Linked DNA regions of Zea mays: all the other regions are linked to region 1. A link is a contact called in public Hi-C data. All regions are on one chromosome and are shown on one strand. Each heading gives the region's core, a stretch centred on a gene start, on an enhancer-like site or on the middle of the called end of the contact. The rest is flanking DNA. Distances are from core to core; before and after follow the strand shown.

The links. Hi-C and Micro-C count contacts between places; a contact is called where the count stands out from the background.
Region 2: a Hi-C map of leaf shows a contact between it and region 1, with 7 times the contacts expected there. The contact joins the promoter of LOC542030 here to the promoter of LOC103626217 in region 1. A contact is called at or near these places in 6 of 25 Hi-C or Micro-C datasets (bundle sheath, ear, endosperm and 2 more) and 1 of 3 datasets of contacts at active chromatin or transcription factors (leaf).
Region 3: a contact with region 1 is called in a Hi-C map of leaf, with 4 times the contacts expected there. The contact joins the promoter of LOC100281428 here to the promoter of LOC103626217 in region 1. A contact is called at or near these places in 5 of 25 Hi-C or Micro-C datasets (ear, leaf, root tip and 1 more).

The regions. Positions count from the first base shown.
Region 1 is chr5:35,091,614-35,094,718 of Zm-B73-REFERENCE-NAM-5.0, forward strand. It overlaps LOC103626217 (calcium-transporting ATPase 7, plasma membrane-type), which reads left to right and starts at 1,316. Exons shown (of 1, transcript XM_008646621.3): 1 at 1,316-3,105. The coding sequence starts at 1,746.
Region 2 is chr5:35,239,093-35,242,214 of Zm-B73-REFERENCE-NAM-5.0, forward strand. LOC542030 (histone acetyl transferase GNAT/MYST 101) reads left to right here and starts at 1,287. Exons shown (of 13, transcript NM_001111675.1): 1 at 1,287-1,817; 2 at 1,929-1,993; 3 at 2,067-2,147; 4 at 2,268-2,339; 5 at 2,678-2,846. The coding sequence starts at 1,341.
Region 3 is chr5:35,322,233-35,325,292 of Zm-B73-REFERENCE-NAM-5.0, forward strand. It overlaps LOC100281428, which reads right to left and starts at 1,290. Exons shown (of 18, transcript NM_001154346.3): 1 at 1,214-1,290; 2 at 981-1,059; 3 at 661-864; 4 at 217-535; 5 at 1-116. The coding sequence starts at 766.

The DNA of each region.
Region 1 (3,105 bases), core at 66-2,565:
TAGAGACTAAAATAAAATAAAATAAAATAAACGGACTAAAAATTATTCCCTATAAATCAAACCCACGCTAATTATTAAGAGAAATTTGGAAGTACCATTTCTGGTTTAAGTAAACGTGTTTGTGTGTTGGGACTCAGGTGGCGCTCTGTGGCTGTCACGGCACGGAGCCGCGTCGCAAAAGGCTTTGGGGAAATAAACGCGTCAACGACGAAACCGCGTCAGGAGCATGTCACAGCGGTTACGGATTCCTTAACTAGGAGCCGAAGCAAAGCATTGGTCAGCAGCACCGCCGTACAAACCGCCGCACGTCGCTGTTGATACGGCTGCGACGTGGACTCGCACGCGCGCGCGCCGGAGTTTTGCCTCTCGTATGTCGATCGCTGCTGGGCCGACGCGCCGTCGTAGATTTAGGCACTGTAGATTTAGGCATTGTCTCAATCTCGCGAGATAAACTTTAGTAGCTTTTTGTAGCTACTTTTAGCCATTTATAATCTAAACAGGAAAGCTAATGGTGGTAATTGAAGCTAAACTTTAGCATTTCAATTCATATAGCTAAAGTTTAGCAGGAAGCTAAAGTTTATTCCGTGAGATTGAAACGGAGCCTTAGATAGAAAATAGAATAGCCACGCGTCACGTGAGCGTGCGTGCACCAGGATCATACTGGGGCCGGGCGGGTCTCCCATCATCATTCTGTTCTACAAGCACCGGTCTTTGGGGAACAGCGCATACAGGAGCGGAACCGCCTGCGACTAGCCACACTAGACAGAGCTACCTTCCAGTCATGCTCATGGCGTGCGAAGAGGGACAAAAAGAAAACACATAAAACAGGATTGAAAATGTGCTAATTCTTTTTCAAACAAAGCTATAGTCATTTAAAATAGTAACCGCGCTAGTTGTGTTTGCTTGCGCGGGCTTATACTTTGAATTCAAGCCCTTTTGGAATTTAAAGTCCGTCCACCAAATGTCATTTAAAAATAGTTTCGTGTTCGATTGGACTTTGAAGATGCACGGTGTAGATGGTAATTAAAGTTGGTGTTAACATCGACCGGCGCATGAAGTCGTGACGGCATGTTGTTAGAAAACTACAGCTGGGCGGTGGGCCGGTGGCGGTGGGCTGTGGTCGGCCATGGACGTGCGCTCCACAAGCAAAATGGGTCCGTACGCGCATCCATCGTCCTCGCGTACGCCCCGCGTCGCCCCGCCAAGCCAGCCTGGGCCTGCTGGCGAACAGCGCGCGTCGAAACCAATTAGCAGCAGCAGCCCATCAAATGGCCAATGTTATGTATACTTCTACTACTTACAAATTTCGCCAAAGTTGAGCTGGAATTGTCTCGTTCGTTCACAATTCACAAAAGCTTTACAACTTCCCTTGCAGCTTCCCTTGAACCAACGTTTGTTTGCAACAGCTAATAAACTCCTGGGCAAGCAACGCCCCGATCGCCTCAAAATAGCTGCGCGCAGCTTCCTGGCAGCTTCGCCGATCTCCTCGTAGCTGGGAGTATATAGATACTAGTGCGCGTGGTGCCTGCCATCTTCCTCTCCCAGATTACCCGCAGCTGTTCTCAACTTCCCGTATAAGCCGTGAGCACTTGATCAGTTGTTTCCGCGACCGGGTTTTGGGAATCAATAAACCATTGCCTCTCCTAGCTTCATATCCGCGCACTCTATAGATTCACGAGAGTTTGCTTTGTCCCCCCAATTCTCATCGGTGTAGGCGGCTCGTCTTCATTAATTCGTGTGAACAAATGGAGTGCGCCGACTACCTGATCGGGGTGGGCACAATGGCGACGGCGGCGGACCCGCTGCGGTGGACGAAGCAGTGGAGGAAGGCCACCAACGTCATCCGGACGTGCCACAGGCTGGCCCGCCTCAGTTTCTCCCGCGCCATCCTGCGCCGGACCGGCTCCTACGTCGAAATCAAGATCGACGACGACGGCTGCGGCCCCGGCGCCGCCGCCAGCACGTCGCGGTCCGACGACGCCGCTCCGGCGGAGTTCTCTGTCGCCGCGCACGACGAGGGCTTCAGGTGCCTGGTCAAGGACAAGCGCCACGACTGCTTCCGCCGCCTCGGCGGCGCCGCCGGGATCGCGTCCGCGCTGGCGTCGGACGCGGAGACCGGCATCCGCGGCGACGACCGCGACGTGCGGCTCCGCCGGGAGGCCTTCGGCGGGAACACGTACCCGCGGAGGAAGCCCAAGGGGTTCTGGACCCACGTGTGGGACGCGCTCAGCGACGCCTTCCTCCTCGTGCTGCTCGTCTGCGCCGCCGTCTCGCTGGGCTTCGGCATCAAGGAGCACGGCCTCAAGGACGGCTGGTACGACGGCGTCAGCATCTTCCTCGCCGTCTTCCTCGTCGCCGCCGTGTCCGCGGTCAGCAACCACGGCCAGGCCAGGCGCTTCGACAGGCTCGCCACCGAGTCCGACAACATCACCGTCGCCGTCGTCCGGGGCGGCAGGAGGCAGGAGCTCTCCATCTTCGACGTCGTCGTGGGCGACGTCGTCGTGCTCAACATCGGCGACGCCGTGCCCGCGGACGGCGTCTTCATGCAGGGCCACGCGCTGCAGGTGGACGAGTCCAGCATGACCGGCGAGCCGCACCCTGTCGACATCGACGCCGAGAAGAACCCGTTCCTCGCCTCCGGCGTCAAGGTCATCGACGGATGCGGCCACATGCTCGTCACCGCCGTCGGCACGGACACCGCCTGGGGCGAGATGATGGGCAGCATCACCAGGGAGAAGACCGAACCCACGCCGCTCCAGGAGCGCCTCGAGGCCCTCACCTCCAGCATCGGCAAGGTCGGGATTGCTGTCGCGGTTCTCGTCTTCGCCGTGCTCACCGCGCGCCACTTCACGGGCAGCACCAGGGATGAGCAGGGCAACCCGACGTTCGACAGGCACCACGTCTCTTTCAACACCGTCTTCACCGCGCTCGTCGGCATCTTCCAGCAGGCCATCACCATCATCGTGGTGGCCATCCCCGAGGGCCTCCCGCTCGCGGTCACGCTCACGCTGGCCTTCTCAATGAAGCGGATGGTCAAGGAGCACGCGCTGGTGCGCACGCTCTCGGCGTGCGAGACCATGGGCTCGGTAACCGCCATCTGCACCG
Region 2 (3,122 bases), core at 37-2,536, 150 kb after region 1:
GATACAGACTTTAATATTATTTAATGTTTTTACATGATATAAATAATTATCATGATCTTATATTTGTAAATACATTTTTATATTTGTGTATTATGAAGACTTGTTCTTCATAACCTTCGTTTCAGAGCTATCAAGCCCGGAAGGGTCGAATGCTTTAAAGGATAAATGTCATTTACATTTAACATTTGTGTTGCCTTGTTTTGTGATCCAGCAATAAAAAACAAGAGACCAACACGCGCTTCTCCTGGTTATCCTATAAATACCCTGTCATGTAGCTAGATGGAGCACGCTTGACAAGACATTTGTGCTTCCTTTCTATTGTTTTGTCCTGCCATCCGCGTACCACCTGTCACACCGTTCCTAAGTGCTTGGGCCCACATTTTTCGTCCCAACCAGACGGAGAAAAATCTAGGTATGGCTCTACGCCATATAATTTAGCACACAATCAATAAAATTGTAGAATAAAAATATAAATCATTTATATATATAAGCAAAACATTGTCTAAGATTAGAATAAATTGTTAAGAAACATGTGTACGGTAAAATAATGCATAATACAAAGTCATACCGGTAATTTTACTAGATACGTATTGGAGACGTATTGGAGACATAAACAACTGTATCTGCCTATCATTCTTCTAAAATGCTTTGTTAATACTTAAAAGAAAAGATAAGCTGTGAATTATATAATTTATGACCATTATCATCTTAAAAAAATTACCATGGATATGTTATTATAAACATACACATATCCTATGGATAACAAAATCCACTATACTAATACTCGATACATAATTACTCGCGGTTATTTGTCATCCCTACATGATGTCATCTCTATGCATGTTTCCATAGAGAGAAAAGATAGGGCATGCAACGTTGCATGTAGGTAAGAGTATCTCTAACAGATTTCCTATTTTATTTTCTATCACATTCTTTATTTCAATCTTTATTATACAAATAGTGTAATCTAGAATGCAAAATAATATCTTATACGACCTACTAGACATATTAGAGATGGCCTATATGACCTTGACAAACAGTGGAAGGACATAACTGTCATTTATAAAATTTTCAGGAAAAAAGGTATTTATAATTTTTTCACGCAAAAAACAAGCGAAAATGTATGCAGTGGGATATTTTATCTAGATAAGTTGGTTAACCGGGATAATTAGATGAGCGCAACCAGCCTATTTTAGCGAAAACAAAAAGGCCCAAACTCGAAAGCATCCCCTTCTGGCCTTCTCACCACGAACACGCGGGACACCTCGGAAGCAACCGGCTCCCAGATCTGCCGAAGAACCCTACCACCCAACGTTCTAGAACTTCCCCTCTTTCCCCGCATGGACGGCCTCGTGGCGCCGTCGCCATCCCACTCCGGCGCCACCTCCGGCGGCGGGGCCTCCCACCGCAAGCGGAAGCTCCCGCCGTCGTCGCTCTCCGACGCCACCGGCGACGAGGACGACGACACCACCGCTCCGTCATCCCCCTCCACGGCCCCATCCTCGCCCTCTCGCCCGTCATCTCCATCTTCTTCGCACTCCGACGATGACGACGACGACTCGCTCCACACGTTCAATGCCGCGCGCCTCGACGGCGCGCCGAGTGGGGGCTCTGCGTCCGGCCGTCCTCCTAAGCCGGATTCCTCATCAGTGTCTGCTGCTGCGGCGGCAGCCGCGGCTGCGGTGGGTGGAGGACCTAAGCCGGAGCCCGGCTCGGCGAACGCCGGCGACGGGAAGGAGGACACAAAGGGGCTGTTCACGGACAACCTCCAGACCAGCGGCGCGTACAGCGCCCGTGAGGAGGGCCTCAAGCGCGAGGTCCAGGCTTGTTTGTTTTTTCTCTTTATTTTGTTTCACTTTTCCCTGCCCGCTGATAGTATCTGTCGATTAGAATGTGGCTGAGAGCCTGAGACTGTTGAATTTGTTCAGGAAGATTCAGGAAGGCTGAAGTTTCTCTGTTATTCTAATGACGGCGTTGATGAACACATGATATGGTTCGTAGCACTTCTGACAATTGTTTAGCAGTATTGGGCTAGTCCCTTCTTATGAATTGTGTATCTTCCGCAGGTTGGTAGGGTTGAAGAATATCTTCGCCCGACAGCTTCCTAATATGCCCAAAGAATATATTGTACGCCTTGTCATGGATAGGTAATGCCCAATATAATCTGCCTATGATTTAGCATTTACTCATAATCTTTGTGTCTTTTGAAAACATAATAAGATTAAATTTACTTCTGTGGTAGTAACTCCTTGTGTCATATGCTGCAGAACTCACAAGTCAATGATGGTTATCAGGAACAATATTGTCGTGGGGGGCATTACTTATCGCCCTTATGCAAGGTAATGCTGCCACTTTAGTTACAATTTGTTATGTTGACATTGTATATTTGTTGTGCTTAATGGCCAATTCAATATATTCTATATGTGCTCTTTCTGTGTGAGGATCCAATATTTTTTTGCAACTGAAAGCAAATGTCTCCCAACTGACACCACTCACTTATGAGAAAATGTTGGCCAATCAAGATATTGCGTCGTAACTTTGTACTTATTCAGGAAATCTATTATTTTGATGATAATTAAAAGCTGGCAAGTTAGAATGTAGGTTGCAAACATTTGCATGCTTTTGTTTATCCTGCAATATCTCTCTATTATGCTATTTTTTCTTTTGGAAATCATAGCCAGAGATTTGGAGAAATAGCGTTTTGTGCTATCACAGCTGATGAGCAAGTTAAAGGCTATGGAACAAGATTAATGAATCATTTGAAACAACATGCACGGGATGCTGATGGGCTCACACATTTCTTAACCTATGCTGATAACAATGCTGTTGGCTATTTTGTAAAGCAGGTATGGCTGCCTGACCTTTTACCTTATATAATCTATTTCTTTCAATTTCTTGTTTGCTTGTATCAGTAACTGAAAGACTTCGGAAACTACATGTGTGATATACTTAGTACACCTTAACCTCACACAAGAGATATAAGTAATAACTCAAAATACTTGACCTCTTTATACTTTAGAAAGTTCTGGAGTATTGATGGGTTGGATTGAATGTCATGTATAATCAATATTGGGCACAATGTTTCTGTCTTTCTGATAATCATTTATATCAATTTGAACTTT
Region 3 (3,060 bases), core at 40-2,539, 230 kb after region 1:
AACAACCTTCTTCCCTCGTGTATCCGGAACGATTGAAAGCTGGTCTTGGTGTGGCTGGAGCTTCAGCGACGTATGCTACCAAGGTCTCTTCTTGATTCCAAGAAACACCATGAAACCTGCAGGAACAGGAACAGGAACAGCGCCGGACTGTCATGCGTGCCGCTCTAGCTGTAGCTGTGGAAAGCAAATGCACAGGATCGGTTCCTCCTCTCGTACCATTCATCCGTGTAGAGAGGACCGTGCACAGAACCTGCTACGTGTATCTCCTTCTCCACATGTGACTGACAAACGATTTCGAGCTTGGTGGGGCATCCTCTCTCCCCGTTTCGCACTACGAGGAGCTTCGACCCGGAAGGGGACGGAACGGTGGCGGACACTCCGGTTGTTTCAGTGGGGAAAGGAGACCACTGGAAATCCGGAGAGGTGGTGCCGGTGCCGGCTCTCGTCGTAATATGAGAATACAAAACGTATTTCCTGTTGGTGTTCGCCAGTAAGTCTGGCTGGCTAATGGAGAACATCGCTCTGGATCTGTCCTCTGCAATCATAGACGGTAGAGTGGGTAGGGTACTGGTTAGAACCTAAGACAAAAAAGCCGTTTTGGTATGAATTCAGACTTTCAGAGAGAAGTATAGGATGATTATGGACAAAAGAAAGCCATACCATCGTTGGTTTTGAGGATGGAAGCACTGTCGATGCTTGGGACGTTGGTGAATTCTTGCAGTAGCTTGGATTGCGAGGCATATTCTTCAGGTGCCATTGCATCCATCCTGCAGACTGGATTTTCTTCTCTCTCTCCCAGGACACATGCACACCTTGATGACCCACTGGAGGAACAAAATTCACTTGGCTATGCTAGCTAAATATCTGTAGTTTTACAAAGTTCATGTGAAAAAAGATGAAACGCTAAAGAATCTAACAGGAAAAAATCGTCGAGTGTCGGTGGTAGTGCCTGGGTGAGAGTGTTGAGTGCAAAAAGTTACCTGAACTCGGAAGCCAAACAGTTCTACACTGACTAGGCTAAACTGATCGAAGTAGACATGGGCTCATCTTGATCTAGACCTAGCAGATGATTGGGTTAATTAAGCCAAGTACAGATGGACGAAGCAACCGTATGTAGCCACAAAATTGTCCACAACATCAAAACCGCAATCTACAAATTCACAGCAAACCTTCGATCGAGGAAGAGATGACAGCGCGAATGGAAATTGCTTACACAGGATTTTCTGCTCTAATTTGCAGTACTTGAGTCCAGCAGAGGAAGAAAGACGCGAAGGGAATCGAACGGAAGGTAGCGTCAGATCTGTAACTGACACTCCTAAATAATGCACAAAATGACAAGATGAACTCCCAACCTTTTCTTCTTGTTCTTTTCTTCACATTATTGGTGCGGCTTTAGCTAATAAAATATCGTGTCAAACTCGAACGTACCATTCTGCTAGAACCTAAAATCTGGAGGATTAACGAGGTAACGTCATGGGAATACTGAATTACAGATTGCGACCTCGTAAATTTATATCTTGACAAGGAGTAGGTACGGACAGACGATTACACCATTTGTTAGACAGAAGGTATTTATAGGGTCAGGATATATAAATTGTTTGATTCATTAGTGTTTAATGAAAGGCAGCTTTAAGGAAAGAGATCATCGGATATAGATTAAAGTGTTGTTAGCTCCTTGAGCCAAAGTCTACCTATTTATTTATTTTTTGATAGAACAGGAGGGGAGGGCCCTACTGAAAATTTTATTAAAATTTTGAAAAGAAAATAAGGTTTAGAATAGACAAGAAGACGAATTACAGGGGATTAGGGGGAGTATGTACTGCCAATGTTTTCTACTGCCATTGTTGAAGCCATGCCGGGATGGCAGAATCAAATCTACCCAAAGCTCTGGAAATGACAAGGAGCAATTCATTTGCAAACTCCTGCTTGCAATGTTGCACCATTGGATCTTTGTTCTGAAAAAGTCAAGCGTTGCGGCACTTCCAAATGCTCCAAGTCATGAGAATAATAACCTCCATAGAGAATGGAACATTGAGTTGCTGTTTAAGGTTTGCCGCAACCTCCTCTCGATTAGCAACTCTAGGAGGAGTCAGACCGATTGAGTGCCAGCAGGCCTTCGCAAAGTTGCACCTGAGGAATAGATGGTAAAGAGTTTCCTCCCTCTACCAGATGCAGTTCTCGCAGGTGTAAGACTCAAGAGTCATGTTCTTCCTCCTAAGCATATTCCTAGTGTTGAGCCTATTTTTTAGCCATAGCCAAAAAAAGACCTTGTGCTTAGGTTGACATTTGTTCTTCCAGAGCAATCTGTAAATCTGATGCACGTGAGACTGTCCCATCAGATGCTTGTAAGTCTGCTTCGTGGAGAAGATTTCAGATCCCCAAATGAGCTTCCAAGTGTCCTTAACGTTGGTCACCGTGATTTGTCCCCAGGTCTCATTTAGCTCAAGATATTGCTCGTAGGCTTGCACAGACAGGGGGAGCTGAAACAACTCAAGGAGGTGCTCTTTTTGCTTAGCATCTTTGATAGAGAGTTTGGTGTTGCAAGCAAAAGAAAATAATTCTGGATATTGCTGAGTCGGGATGCCCTTATTCCACAGATCTTCCCAGAAAAGAATAGTTCTCCCATTGCCAATGGTCGGGGCTGCCAGGCCCTTGAAGTCTTGGAGTAAACTAAGCAGGCTTTTCCACCAAAAGGAACCAATATTTGAATCGCTAGGGAGTCTGTTTGTCCTGTAGTAGTTGTTCCAGACCAGGTTAACCCAGGGTAAGTCATGATTGTTGAAGAACTTGTACACGAATTTCAAAAGCAAGGCCTTGTTTTACGTCTCCAACCTGACCACCCCAAGGCCCCCATTTCGCTTCAGCTGGGTAATCATGCTCCAACCAGCAAGAGCAGATCTGTTTGAGTTCACATCATTGCCTCTCCAGAGACAATGCCTCCGGGAGGCATCAATCCTTTTGACAGTGGAGGCATGAATTTTTAGCGTGCTCATCAAGAAAGTCGGGAGAGCAGAGAAAACAGAGTTAACTACCTCCAGTCTTCCGGCCTGGGACAGGAGA